Linked DNA regions of Oryza sativa: region 2 is linked to region 1. Evidence: chromatin contacts called from public ChIA-PET data. All regions are on one chromosome and are shown on one strand. Each heading gives the region's core, a stretch centred on a gene start, on an enhancer-like site or on the middle of the called end of the contact. The rest is flanking DNA. Distances are from core to core; before and after follow the strand shown.

What was found. ChIA-PET counts read pairs in DNA pulled down with a chosen protein or histone mark.
Region 2: a contact with region 1 is called in an H3K27ac ChIA-PET map of leaf, with 7 times the contacts expected there. The contact joins the promoter of LOC4324049 here to the promoter of LOC4324047 in region 1. A contact is called at or near these places in 2 of 15 Hi-C or Micro-C datasets (leaf mesophyll and an unstated tissue) and 3 of 4 datasets of contacts at active chromatin or transcription factors (leaf and seedling).

The regions. Positions count from the first base shown.
Region 1 is chr1:18,270,482-18,277,976 of ASM3414082v1, reverse strand. It overlaps LOC4324047, which reads right to left and starts at 3,068. Exons shown (of 4, transcript XM_015760857.3): 1 at 2,863-3,068; 2 at 1,468-1,820; 3 at 1-4. The coding sequence starts at 2,983. LOC4324045 (protein PGR) reads right to left here. Exons shown (of 4, transcript XM_015760864.2): 4 at 5,526-6,135. The coding sequence ends at 6,004.
Region 2 is chr1:18,307,763-18,315,257 of ASM3414082v1, reverse strand. LOC4324049 (ATP-dependent Clp protease proteolytic subunit 3, chloroplastic) reads right to left here and starts at 2,834. Exons shown (of 6, transcript XM_015766896.3): 1 at 2,461-2,834; 2 at 1,041-1,155. The coding sequence starts at 2,739. It overlaps LOC4324048 (heavy metal-associated isoprenylated plant protein 20), which reads right to left. Exons shown (of 3, transcript XM_015766755.3): 3 at 6,902-7,495. The coding sequence ends at 7,346.

The sequences.
Region 1 (7,495 bases), core at 1,819-4,318:
CAACCTATAAAATGATGATCAAAGGTCAGAAGTCAGACGATGATTAAATAGAAGAGTTTCTTAAACTTCAAGAATTCCACTAAAATTGTACAACGTGATATCACAGAGGTTGGCCAATATCCCCCAGGGCCCAGGGTCAGCATATCAATAACATTGTCAGCTTATAAATCTATTTATGAACTTATAACACTTTAGGATGCTTTCTTCAGGAATCTAGTCTCAATATATATAATCTGGAGTAAACTGGGAATGATATGAGAAATATAACAAACTTATGAGCCTATATCCAAGTCTTAGAAAGTATGTAAAGTACATTTTAGATTGGGACAAGGATGCATCTCTCATGCAAATCAAATGTTCAGAGATTGTATCTCTACTTTGAGCTCACTAAAAGCTGAAATCACTTTGATACCCAAAATATAGCAGTATATTCAGTAGCAATGGCACAGTTGCATGATAATGATACTATGTTACAAAAGCTCCCATCCGAACACTTGCATTGAACAGGCAAGGGCCCTGACAAAATCCCCATCAGGGATAATGATACTATGTCACAAAAGCTTGGGGTTAATGGATCCAGGAACTGAAACGAGGAACTTAGCAAGGACTGTATAAAGTTTTCTTTGATAAAAAGAAAAGCATTAACATGATAGGAAAACAATCCCTGGCCCAGTCCAATTGTCATGTGATACGAAGTTAATTAGGATAATTGAATATGGTCCATTGTATCAAGCCATCAAATTTCCATATTCAAAGAAAAGGAACAGAACTTGCTACCATATTTTGGCAAAAAAAAAAAACTTTCATCGGTAGTCAGAGCTAACCATACTGTATTCTGGCATAAAAGTTGTGTAAAGGAAATTTCTACTCACTATCCAATGTTTGGCCTTCTGAAATATAAATTATGAAGAATAAAAATTAACAATATTCACTTTTCAATCAGATGCTCAAAGACTAATGTTTTCATAAACCATTAAATACTAATAACCTAAAACATACTATGAAATTCAAATATTAATCACTTTACCATATCACAAATATAACATAATCCTGTGGATGCTTACGGGTCTGAGAGATGTTAGATTCAAAAGAGCTTATGAACTGGCTAGGCTTGAATTTAGACAAACATGAAATTTTATTGTGGCACATATATAATGTTTTATACTTTCTACATGAAGACAATCAGGTAATATGGTCTACAACATTCCAAAAAGCCCGAATTGTTTAATATGCTACCGATAAATATTACTGAAGGGCCTATATATGAGTGGTTCCAGTCTCCCAGATAACAAAAATCTCTTGGCAAATGTTTTGTGTTTGTCAGTCTAAATAGTGTGCATCATATATTGTCTCATACCGGTTATTCAACGTTATCACTTTTTTTCCTCCAATACCTAAGGTCGTAACAAATTATATAACAATGTATCAAAATTTATCTAGGGCATCTAAAATGCTGAAAGAACTTACAGGAACTGAGTGTACAGCAGGTTTACTCATGGCCGGTGACTTTCCAACTTTCGGTAATGGAGGGGAATGTGATTCGCCCATTCCAGTAGTAGCCGAAGTGGCTGCCGAAGACTCTCCTGGAACTCGGACATGCCTTAATCTCTTGACAGCCCGATGCAACCGCTCCAGACGAAAGGTTTCACCATCAAAAAACAAGACACCATCATTATCCTTGTACTCTTCTTGGCTTCCTTCAAATGTCACCTTTGGCTTGCCAGGCTGATTGTTGTGGAATTCCACAGTAACCCTGTTATCTTTGGTCTTCTGCAGAGACCCAGCTTGAGTCTTATCAATTGATGCTGGCTTAAATTCATCTGTCAACACAAATATAAGAAAAGGGTTCAACACGACATAGCCTGATATGTATTTATAATATAAAAGAATAAGGATCAACACATTAGAGATATTTGTAGAAATAGTTTTCAGGCAAAAGAAAAATGGTTATTTCAAACTTCATAATCCAATAATGGACTTAAAATGGAAGGGAAAGCTAGACAGCAACCAACGAAGTGGTGACTCATTGGATTTCAGCAAATTGTTATGCTAATTCATTCATGAAGAGTACCCAGGACAGGCATGCCCTACATGATCGTGGTAACCTTTTTCAAACCACGAGAGGGAGAGAAAATTAACTATTTAATCAGTTTTGGGAGCATCAATTTTGATTCCTTTATTACCAATGACTTGTTTTGGCCCAATGAAAAAAAAATTGAAACATGTCACATAACCATCAAGAGGGAAAAGCTTATGAGATAGTGAATCGTTGGCCATATAAAAGGAGAGCAAGAGAGCACAGAAACTATGCATCACAATACCAAGAGCACCCGATTCACCAAACCAAGGAACCATGGAATCAATGCTACAGACCCCAAAAATATATATGCGAGTTCAACCCTTCCTAACAATTATTTTGCTGTCTCCAACAAACCAAAATTTTACTACTTTAGAGATAAAGCAAATGCTACCTGATCAACCAAAGGAAACATATTCAGAAGAACAAAGACAACTGACATGTGGTAATCCCACCAATTGTGGCTGATGAAAAGTCACAAATGTCAAATATGCACCGATGATGAGTCACGCATGTCCAAATAAGAGCATCATGCCGTGTTCACGACCCCAACGCCGCTAAACAGGGAGTGCTTTGCCACCAGCTCGATGAATTCCAGAACTCCAATTGGACACGGACGCATCACTAAAAGCATACTATCGCCAAATCCCCCCCCCCCCCATCGCACCACCGAAGGGCGCGAGAATTACCAGCGAAGAGGAACCTGTGCTCCGGCCGCGTGCGCTACGCATATGCGCCTCACGAGTATCAGGGAGGGAAGGAGGAAGGGGATTTGGGGGGCGTACAGCGGAGCGTGCAGAACTTGGCGGTGGGGGAGGGGTCGCGGCAGGAGGAGCCCAGCCGGAGCTCGTACCACCGATTCGGCTGCGGCGCCGTGCTCGGCTCGCCGCTGTTGCCGCTCGCCATCCCCGCGCCGCCCCTCGCCGCCGACACCGGCGGCGATCGATCGATGCCGAGAGATGGTCCCCCGCGACGGATCGACCCCGACCCTAACCTCGAAATCGCAAGGAGGGCCCTAATTTGTTCCCCCTCAAGTTTTCTTACACAAATTTCATCTAACCCCCTCAAGTCGCCCGTAATTACTGGAAGCCGATTAAGAGACGTTTCCCAACTCAGAAACTTTTCGTTTACTAATTTGAAGTTGAAGCTCATTTTCTATTGATGCTAATAAAGAATTATGAATCAATTGAGAAATTTAACAAAACTCTAAACAAACTCATGTTTTTATTTTTTTAATAAATCTAAACAAACTCATCTTTTTTTTAATAAATCTAAACAAACACATTTTCAAAATTTTCTTTTCTCCTTAAACATTTCGCGCTTGAATGTAGGAGAAAAACATATTCATTACATGACTTTAGAGCGTCAAAGGAGGCCATCGGATGGTTTATTGGGTCCGGGAATAAACCAAACGGTATATTTACAAACGAAAAAAATTTACAAATAAAACTTTTATATACGTGTTCGTAATGATCTAAAAGCAAAGGCTGAAAAATAAACTTCGATGAAAAAACCTTAATATGGACTCCAAATTTAAGGTTGAAAATTCTAATTTTCGCTGATAAGTATAATTATAAATGAAAAGATTAGACCGTTTGTTTCAAATTTTCTTACTTAGATGGAGATAAAAAAAACACAATTAACCTCTAGATCACCCTGTGACTCTGCATTATCCAACCACCACGGGTACAGTAAACCGGTGGAAGTGCAATTTGGTTTGGTTATCCACCATTACCAACATGGTCGTCAATAGCGATCGATGTTCAGGATATAATACGACGTATACTATGAAATTAGGCCATCCTGTGCTAATAGTTGGATAATCAAGAAATTTACAATATTATCATGTTCTGTGCTGTATTATTGCTTGAAATTTTCTCTTACACTAATGGCAGGCTTCCGTTCTTTTTTTCAGAAAAAAAAAAGATTTATGTCCTGTTACAAAGAGAAGTGGCAACATTGCAATGCAATAAGCAGTACAGGGAAAACACTTCAAAAGATGGCTGGGAGTTACGATTGATTTTAACTTTCAAGTCAAAAAAGGTGTAAACACATCAAAAAATTGATCTCCTTTTACGCCGTACACCACTAATTAACACTGCAACTGCATCTACCTACATTAAGGGAGTCGACGTGTCTTGGGCTCTTCGCCACCTGCGCTGCTGCACAACAGCCAGCCATAAGTATTGGCCTTGATGGAGCGCACGCTAGCCGTAAGTGTTGGCCTTGACGTCGCGCACCGTGCGCTCTAGCATGTCCGCAACCTCAGCATCACCATCTCCAGCACCATCACGCTAGCCAAGCGGGTACTCGTGCATCTCTGGTAGGCTGCCCCGACCGGCGTTGAACACGGCGTGCGCCTCGCCCACCAACCTGCACCACAACATGTCGTCCACGTGCACCATTGCGTATATGTACCACTGCATAGCGCATCTGGTCCGGTGCGACGTCCACCCAGAGGAAGAGGCAGTCGTGCGCCTCGTGGAACGCACTAGCCACCTTCTCCCTACACTAGCCAACCAGTGTGTAATGAAGGTGTCGGCGGTAGCCCGCCTAGAGGACGACAGCGATGGCATCGGCGTGCGTGTCCTCTGTGGCGCACGCCACTGAGGACCCTACACCCCCACAATGACGCGTACGTACTTGATAGAGAAACACGAGGGCAGCAGCGACGTTAAGGGGGTGTTTGGGAGAGAGGGGCTAAAGTTTAGCCCCTCTCTCAAAAACATATGAGAGAGGGGCTAAACTTTAGCCCCTCTCTCCCAAACACCCCCTAAGCTCGCGGTCATGACAACATTATCTGGCTGGCCGTCGCACAGAAGGATCGAAGACCTACTGCCTCAGCACAATTGGGCAGCATAGCCAAGGGTGCGCCTCATAAGGAGATGTATGTAGAAGGTTGTTTCTGATGTGGGAACCGGAGACACCCACCAATGACAACAATAACATCAATGGAGACATTGAACACGCCGCTGACGTAACCACTGGCACTGGCTTGGGACTTTGCATCGGTGATGCATGTGAATGGTGGTGGCTTAAGTCGCGGTTTCGGAAATTTACCCGACCTTTTCTATACCCTAAAATTTTACCCGATCTCTTCTATACCCCCGAAATTTGAGATCAAATTGAAGAGATCAAATTAAAATTTGGGGGTATAGGAGGGATTGGGTAAATTTCAAGGTATGAGAAGGATTGAGTGGGTTTTCAAGGGTATAATAGGGAATTTACTCTTCAGTAATAAAGCTCTTTTTGTACTGTAGCCAGATTAATTCCTGAGCTCTCATGGACCAAAACACTGCTGATAGTGGGTAGAAAAACTTAAGGCTGTTTGGAAGAAAGGAATACAGAACACATAGGTAAAAACACGGGAGTATGATATACTGTAAAGTGATAAAACACAGGACTGCTAAAATTTGGGTTGTTTGGACCAGAAGAAAAACGTAGGAGAGACACATAGACACTGGATGCTTTATTTCTCATTAAAATGGAGGATTTGCACCATTTCCAAAGGAAATCAGCAGCAGCTTTCCTTTGTCCCAAACAGCTTTGTATGGAAAAACTCACACAGCTAAGTCAACAAATCCTTAGGTCAGTACAGAAATAACAACAGCCATCATCCACACGACGAAAGTCCACAATCCTTAGCTCAGCAGAAAATAGGGTTCAGGAGTCAGGACTATCCAGCTTATCACTTTCACATTAAGTAGGGTAACTGTATATGCTTAGACAACTGACACTTTTCAGCTTGCGGTAGCACCAACCAACCAAACAATGTTTTTCTTGGAGTAGTGAACAACGTTGAGTGAATTGAATCTTTCTCATCAAGCAGCCAAAATGCCTAATCCATCATTTCATTGTCTTGGGGCCATGCCTTGACACCTTTGAATGGAATTGGGTGTTTGGAAGAAACTTGAGTAAAAAGATCTTCAAAAGATGCGAATGCACGCATAAGCTGTAACCGCAGTTGTTAGTAGCACAGATACAGCATTAACCGCATCATTATCCAGGATAGTCATTCCAGAAATCTTGGTGACTGTAGGGCCCCGTTTACTGACCACCTGCAAACAAGCAAGAAACTATTACATGTCAGGAAGCTAAAATCACCTGATGGTGTGTGGCTAAAAGAATCATTAAATGCCGAAGTAGATTAAACTTTTATGATTGCAAAAGCTTCACAAGCAGTTTTCAAACTAGACAAATATATTAAGTATAATGGTGAATCTAGTGAGGGTGAATCTGCCACCACCTACCAACTGATATGTGAGGCCATAAAATTGGTGAATCTGCCAGCTACTCCCACTATTAGCTGATATGTTGCGCTACTAAACAGTGACGTGTGTAGACTATTCATTCCCAACTAATGGAGGAGACAGAAATTGTTGGTGTAAATATGTATTGTACCAAGGACCTATCTGTAAAGTGTTATACTAATAGAATAGATGAGGAAGGGGTGAGCTGAGTAGGCAAACCCTAGAAAAATTCCCCAAATTGAACAATATGGTATCAGAGCGGGTCGCCGGCGACTGGGGAGGTTGAACCCTAGCTGGCGAGGTCGCAGCGGCGCGGCGCGGGCCGAGGCGAGGTTGGCGCGGCGCGACGACACACGCGCGAGGCCAGCGTGGCCGCACGCGGCGGAGACGGTTGGTGGCCGTGGCAGGAAGAGGCGCTGTGCCGGCGCAGGATGGCAGCGCTGCTAAGGCGGGACGTGGAGTGAGGAAGCGACGGTGTCGATGGCAGGGAGCACCAACGGCGACGACGCGTGCGGAGGGCTAGCTGGTGACGGCGTGTGGCAGAGGAGCAGGTTGTTGCTGCTGCTGCTGAGGTGTTGGTGCTGCTGCTACTTGAGAAGGTGAAGTGGGCGCTTGGCTTGCTGTTGCTGCTGTATTTGCTGCTGCTGTGCTGATTTGGGGAAGAAACTGAGTACTTGCTGCTGTGCTGAAAACTGAGAAGTAGTGCTATTGCTGCTGTTCTGTTTTGGTGAGAAACCGAGGAGTAGTGTTGTTGCTCCTATTAGTTGATTTGGCTAATATTTGATCTGCCATGGGGGATTGAAGTCTGGTCCTTGTTGTATCTCTGTTAATGTGGTAAAGAAGAAGCTAAGGGAAGAAAAAAATGTCTTCTGGGGAGGGAAAGGAGGTTGTGGATACTTCATTGCTTGTTACTAAAGGTGATATGAAAGGTTTGCTAGAGGATTTGCTGAAGATGGGCATGATAGGTCCTAGGAATGCGGCTGGAGTGTCTGAAGTGAAACTAGAATTGATGCCAAATGAGTTGAGGTTGGAGGGGAGCAAAAATTATTTGAGTTGGTGTAGGAGAGCCCAACTGATGTTGAGAGCAAAAGGGGTGGATCATTTTTTACTAGAGAGTTGTGAAGAACCTTCTGATAAGGAGAGCCAAGCATGGAGGACGTGGAATACT
Region 2 (7,495 bases), core at 1,585-4,084, 38 kb before region 1:
ATTTTCTCCAAGTAATATAAAGAACTCATAGGCAGATATGTAGACCAGAGACATTTGTAACTGAATGCATCACCAATGCCGCATAACCCAATCAGATAAGAGGCCAGTTTATTATATACAAGGACCCTTAAATTGACACAGCAAAATGCCAAAACCAACACTACTTTATATGCCACTGCCTTTTGAAAAATCAAAATCTTACCCTTCTATCTACTTGCTACTATTGTAAATTCCATTTGATTACCAATGTAAGGGGAATGGTATCTGCGTATTCTTCCTCAAAATTAGCAAGAAAATCTTCTTTTTAAAGTCAACTCGGCCAAACAGCCAACCTTGGTCCTGTTAATCAGCGAGCTTGGTATCATAAATCAGTTCATTCACATGTAAACTTGTTATTCTTTCTGTTTTGCAGCCACCTTAGAATCCACTAGATTAAGGGCACAAAGACACATTATACCTGAGCCAATCAATGATAAAACTGAACTCTTCCCACCCCAAAAGGAAAAGAAAAGAAAAGAAAAAGAAACTCGGAACTCATCATCTACCACAATAACAGGATGAACTGATGCCCTCCATTGGAGAGGAAGAAGAAAGATGTAGGACAGAATGTCATGTGCGGCTGGCCAAATAAAAAAGAGGGTATATAGTATAGTCAGGACAAAATGATCTTTGCACAGCTCCATCACTGCTTGACTAACAGAAATTGGGAAATAATAGCGAATAAGGTAAAGGCTCTTGATAAAAAAGAAGGCAAAATTTGGATAGTCAGGGCAAAATGATCTTTGCACAGTTTCATTACTGTTTGACTAACAGAAATCAGGAAATAGTAGCAAAAAAGGTAAAGGTTCTTAAAAATCATTGGCATTTAAGGTTAGATAAATCTTGTAGTGTTACAGCAAAGGATCCAAAACTTTTCATCAAATATAATCTGCAAGGCATTTACGTTACAAGATACTTAAAATGAAGTTAGTCAATTTCTCTCTATCAACACAAAGAGCACAAGGCACAAGTTATTACAATAAGAGGTTGAGAACACATACCTGCTGTTATGGAGCCTCCAGGTGAGTTAATAAACAATTTGATGTCCTTAGTTTTATCCTCAGCATCCAGCAGCAAGAGTTGGCTGATGATAAGATCAGCACTCATATCATCCACCTAGTCAGCACAAGGCATTGAAAACAATAGATACATTATTTTGCACAGTCAGTTATGGCATAATAAAAGTGCTATTTATTACACAGAACAAATATTTTCATTTGTGTACACAATACAGTGACATGAAATTTGTTCAGAGAACAGTACCATGAAGGTGAAGCATAGTGCTTGATCAGTGGGCAAATCATTAATAAACCGTCAGATTGTAATGTCAAGAAAACATGATATAACAAGAATGTGTTAGTTCAAACAGAAAAAAGTGTTCCCTGAAGTCACTTCTGCTAATTATTCCTACCAAAATAATATGGCCCATACAACAAGGAAAAGAAAGTAAAACGACATACGACTCAGGAAAGAGTTTGATTCTGACCCTAACCATCTCAAGCATTTAGGCTGTGTTCGGAGCTCCAAGTTCCCAACCACTCTCCCTCGTTTTCCGCGCACACGCTTTTCAAAATGCTAAACGGTGCGTTTTTTGCAAAAAAATTTCTATACGAAAGTTGCTTAAAAAAATTCAAATTAATCCATTTAAAAAAAAATAGCTAATACTTAATTAATCACGCGCTAATGAACCGCTCCGTTTTCCGTGCGGGGAGATGGGTTTCCAACCCCAGTATCCAAACACAGCCTTAGTTTGTTCAAGAAGATGCAACATTACCAAGGTGACATCTAATCATTCAACAAACAGCACTCATGTAAATGTAATTCTCAGCATGAAAGATTCTTGATTCACAAGGTTGGCAAAAAGGAAACAAAATATATCCCATTTACATATCTTATGCACATTCTGAGCTAGAAAAAGTATTAAGAAAAAAAAAATCAAGATGGGAACAACTAGAACAATTTGGACAACAGCAACAACAGAATATCACATAATGTATACTAGAGGGTGATCATAGCATGCCATATAAAATCTTGGATGCCCATTAAGTGTTACTAAAATGCTTCTAGTTCTTTGCAAACTACATAAGTTTGAGACAACATAAGTTTATATAAGTCAATACACTTTTACCACACGCATATAAGAAGCCATAATCCTCAAGGAAACAAATATGTGACAATGGGCATACCAAAGAACATATTGGGCTACATTTTGGTTGACATAATTGAATTGCAAATCTTTCTTATTCCTAAACTAGTGCATTTCGTTTTTTTTAAAAAAAAATGGCGAGGAAATTACACTTAACTTTTTTCACACCATAAAATTCGCAAACATTTCGATATTAATAATTGAACAAGAACTGCTTAATGGGTAATAACAACACACACAGTGCGATTTGGGGGGGGGAAGAAGAAAAGGCTAACCGGGGAGCCGAGGAAGACGATGCGCTGGCGAAGGAGCATGTTGGTGGTGTCCAGCTCCTCGAGGCGCGGCTTCCTTGCCGCAGGCCGAGCCGCCGACGGCCCGGGAAGTTCCCACGCGGAGGAGAGCGTCCGCCGTGCCGCCGACGCCGATGCGCGGACCGTAGCTCTTGGCGCCGCCTTCCAGCAGCACGGGTTGGGAGCGAGGAAAAGGGACGACGGGGACGAGGAGGATGAGCAGGGAGAAGCGGGGAGGGCCGCCATGGCTGCCGCTGCCTCCATTTCTTGGCTCGCGGCTGCTTCTGCTGCTGCTGCCTGCTAGTGTGTGTTATCCTGCGCAGGGGTTTGGAGAAGGAACAGATTGGGGACGAGAAGATGGGGCCCAGATGCCAGCGGCTCGCAAGACTTGTACTACTCCATACTCATAAAAGTGACAATGTTTAAGTCAAACGTTAATAACTATCAAGTTGTTGTTGAGTTTAAAAATATAAAAATTATATGTATAGATTTGTATTGAAAAATACTTTCATAAAAGTATACATATATCACTTTTCAATAAATATTTTTATAGAAATAAGAAGTCAAAGTTGTGTTTTGGAGATCGTGTCGCTGTCCTAAACGACTTCCTTTATGAGTATGGAGGGAGTACAGTGCAGTGAGAAATGAGACAACTCTATCCCCTAAGGTCCCTCAACTTGTCATCGGGATACGAACCGTAAAACTAGATATGCGGGATCCCTCAACTATATAAAACCGGTCACCCGAGGTCCCTTGGTGGTTTTCAACCCGGTTTTGTCCGACGTGATAGCTGAGTCAGCATGGGACCCACATGGGCCCCACATGTCAGCTGGCCACGTCATACCCTCTCCCCTCCTCTCCTTTTCTCCTCTCTCTCTCACTCTTCTCGTCTGGGTAGGCACTAGTCAACTAGGGAGGACGGCGGCGGCTACTGCCTTCGGCGGCGGCTACTGCCTTCGGCGGGGAGAGGTGGGAGAGGACGAGGGCGTCGGTGGCCGGCGACAGGCGACACGACGGTGGTGACTAGCGACTGGCGACGCTCTGCCGCCACTGCTCTCGCCTGCCGTTGCTGAGGCCGCAAGCGCGAAGGCGCATGCTCCTAGACTTAGCCCATATCCGTGAATGACACGATCACGACGTATTATGCATATCCACGGTTTTGATTTATCAGCTAAATAAGCTTGCTTATCGATCAAATTAAAGAGATAAGCTGGGGTTTTGATTTATCTGAACGACTTCTGCTGGTCATGCGTGCGGAGGAAAAGGCAGTTCCAAACCCGGCAACATAGGAACAAGTTAAATTATTGTCACCGGACTATGGCACAGCAACAAAACGAACTAACAAATCAAGTTTATCTCTATCTATTGCTTCTTATCTGCAGGAAAATCGGAGGAGGTCGCTCCAGCGTATCGCAACGGCGGACACGCGGTGTGCGGCGCGGCACCGACCTCGTAGACGTTATTTTCCACCTTAAACAAGGACGTAGTCGGTGAGCGAGAAGACGCGCGTGCGCTTCGGCGCCGCTGCCCAGGTTCGCCATGGCTTGCAGACCGATCGTGTTTTTTCATTCAAAACGAAAGCAGGAGGGAGGAAGAGAGGGATGGCTGGGGGTTACCTTTTGGTGAGACGAGGGAGCGTCGGCACCTCTGGTGTCGTCATCGTCGCCGCCGCGCCGGAGAAGAGGGAGACGGGGGGTTGGATTTGGAGGCAAAGGAAAAGGGGCTATTGGAGGGAGTCGGAACGAATCGAGGCTGCCGCCGTGCTCCCCTTCTCCCTCGTCGCCGTGTTTCCCAGCTGCAGCTACCGCCTCCGGGCGCCGGCCACCGTCGCGTCACCGGCCACCGAGCGCCACCCTCCTCTCTCCCGCCTCGCTTGCTGGCCTCCCGCCGCTTTGCCTCGCCCAGAAAGAGAGAAGAGGAGAAAGAGGAGGGTGATGACGTGGATTACGCTGACATGTGGGGACCACGTGGGTCCCACACTGACTCAGCCGTCACGTAGACTGAAACCGGAGTCAAAACCGTTGACGGATCTTTTGTGATCGGTTTTTATTAGTTAAGAGACGCGGGATATCTGGTTTTGCGGTTTGAGGATGATTTTGTATCTCGATAACAAGTTGAGGGACCTTGGGTGTACTTTTTCCATTGCTAAAACACTGTCGCAGGCTCAAAATCCGGTCCACACCAATGGATTGGGCCATTGGGGTTGAGGCCCATCCAAACGATAATCATACTTGGGATTTTTAAAATTTTTCTTTTTTATTAAAATATTAAAAATATAATTTTTGTTTGACAAATTAAATATCTAGAGGAAAAAATCACCCTTCCATATAGCGTTAAGGGGTCTAAATGTAAATTTTTTAATTTATATACAGACTCGTTTTAATTGCTCAAACATTTTTAGAATAGTGTCAAGTCAAACATTTTTAACTTTGACTATTAATAGAAAAAAATAAAAATGATCTATCATGTAAAATTGATGTTATTATATATTTATCATTAAACAAATTATTATAATTGTGGGTTGTCATTTGAAGCTTGTTACTCATGGAGAGTGATCTCATAGACGGTTGGTGTCACCCACAAGTTTCCGTCAAGGTTGTGAATTGACCCGGGCAAGTTTGTGAAAGTATTCCTCACCTCCACAAGGGAACGAGGTAAGTGAGTAAAAAAAGTTGTGCTGAGGTCTCAGAGGTAGCCCTAGTAGAGCAATCCTCACTTTTAGTTATCTCTAGAAGGTTCTGTTGGATCTTGGTGGTCACTCGACTTATAGAGAAGGACCTAGGAGTGTTAGATTGAAGGTTGTGGTCCTCTTCTTTGATCTTTGCACAAGTGAGGCAAGGTGTTAATCTCAACGGCGAGTAGGATCCGTGTGATTCGAACTTGGGGAAAAAAAATTCTGTCTCTTTTGTGAATGCTCTGTGCTTGCCCTTATGTTCTATATACTCCTCTAGTCTACTGTGAATCATATTGGTTGAATAGGGCCTAAAGTTCTTTTTGATTTGGAGTTGTTTCTATGTTTTCATAGTTACCCTTTGAACTTTAAAAGTTCCGGGCTACCTTGAGCTACCAGAAAGTTTCGGTGTTCATCACCAGAAAGTTTTGGGCCCTGTTTAAATTTAACCGTTGCGATTATTTTTAGTGTTTTTAAGGAAAACCTATTCACTCCCTCATTAGACTACATCTTCAGCTTTCACTTCCTTATCTCTCTCTCTCCTTCCTTTCTCTTTTCTCTCTTCTCCGGCGAGGCGTGCGAGCCGTGAGCGGTGGCGTGACCAGCAGGCAGAGTGCACGGTGATGATAGAGGTGGCGCACTGTGATGACAAGGTCTTAGGACGGCATCGTGTGTCTCTCCACTAGATGGCCCTCCCCAAGTCACCATCACCCCGATCCACTCGGCTCGCCATCGACATCACCGACTCGGATGGTCCCATGCGACGCCGTAATCAGATATGTTCACAACATGCCCGACCCAACGTCGACGAATGTGCACCCGATCTAACGCCAGCGAATCGCAATGGCTGTGCCCAACGCCCAATCCGAAGAAATCTGCTCGCATGGGCCGTCCCCGACTCCAGATCAGTTGCTCTCATCCGTTGCCACCATCGTCACATTTGCTCGCGCCATTGTCGTGGACGGCACATTGCTCATTGCTACCCTTATGCTGTTTTTTTCCTTTTAATGCATTTTTTACTCCAAATTCATCAATTGTATGTAATTTTACCAATTCATCAATTATGTGTAATATTTTTACTCAAGATTGAACAATGGTGTTTGTTTGTTGTCGGGGGAAGAGAGAAAAGAGAGGAGGAGAAAGGAAGAGGATGAGGAGGAAGAGAACATGAGCCACATGCAGCTAGCCTAAGCAAAACATACATGGGTAATTTTGATCATGCCATGTAAAAAAGTGGACCCCTCTTGCCTCGTTAGCATGAAAATATTAATTTAATGGGCATGGTGTCTCATGACAAATAACTACATTTCTAGTGTGCTCCTCTAAAAGTGACATTTGTGTGTTGTACTATAGCTAAAACCACAAAGTCGCGATGTCCTATAGCAAAATTTGTCAAAATAAAAAAATCAATCCTTTCTTGCTGATATGGGCAAATTGGTCTTATCTGTCTACAGCTTACGAGTTAAAGATTTGCTCCGGTCCAACAAAAAATGCAACAAAATTGTTTCCGATCGTTGGATCTCACAGTGTCCATCCTGCCCAGTTAGATCAAACGATCCGAAATGATTTAGTACCGTGAAGTACTGGTACATTGAAATATTTTTTACTAGACCGGAGCAAATCTGTACGGGTTAATATGTACATGGAGTTAGCTGGTCGTGTTGATGCAACAATAATTTTAGAACAGGGGCCATTTTCCCGTGCTCAAAAAGATAAGATGAGATGTTCCCGTTCCAAACTAGACAAAAGATGTGATTAGGTAGAAGGCCACACAGTACATGACACTGACAGGGATTTTTTATTCATATCATCATAGAGAGCTTACCTAGCGGTTCAACCAAACAATTGATTGATTAACCCCGCCCCTTCACCCGGCCTAGCTACCGCTCCAAAAAAGACCAATTCAATCGACAACAGACGTGTCGTTTCTAGTTCGTACACGTAATCACAATTCAGAACACGTAGCCACAGCTCTAGCTTTCACTCTCTTTATGCAACTATTTTAGTAATAATCCAAAACAAAGCACGTAGTACTACATAACATATGGCCATAATATACACAGTAGCTAGACACCTCATCTCTATGCAGGCTTAACGCAGTAGTACACATCAACCAAGCAAGCTAGCTAATTAAGCAAGCATGTTGCCGGCCGGCCGGAGAAGTCGCCGGAGTTGTAGTATATATATGGATTATTGGTTTTACATGATGGAGCAGGAGTCGACGTTCTCGTCGCTGAACATGGTCATGTAGCGGACCTCGGGGGCGGAGGGGTCGGCCATGGCGGCGGGGTTGCCGCGGACGAAGCCGGCGGGGGCCTTCTTGTCGTAGGCGCCGCCGACGTACGGGTA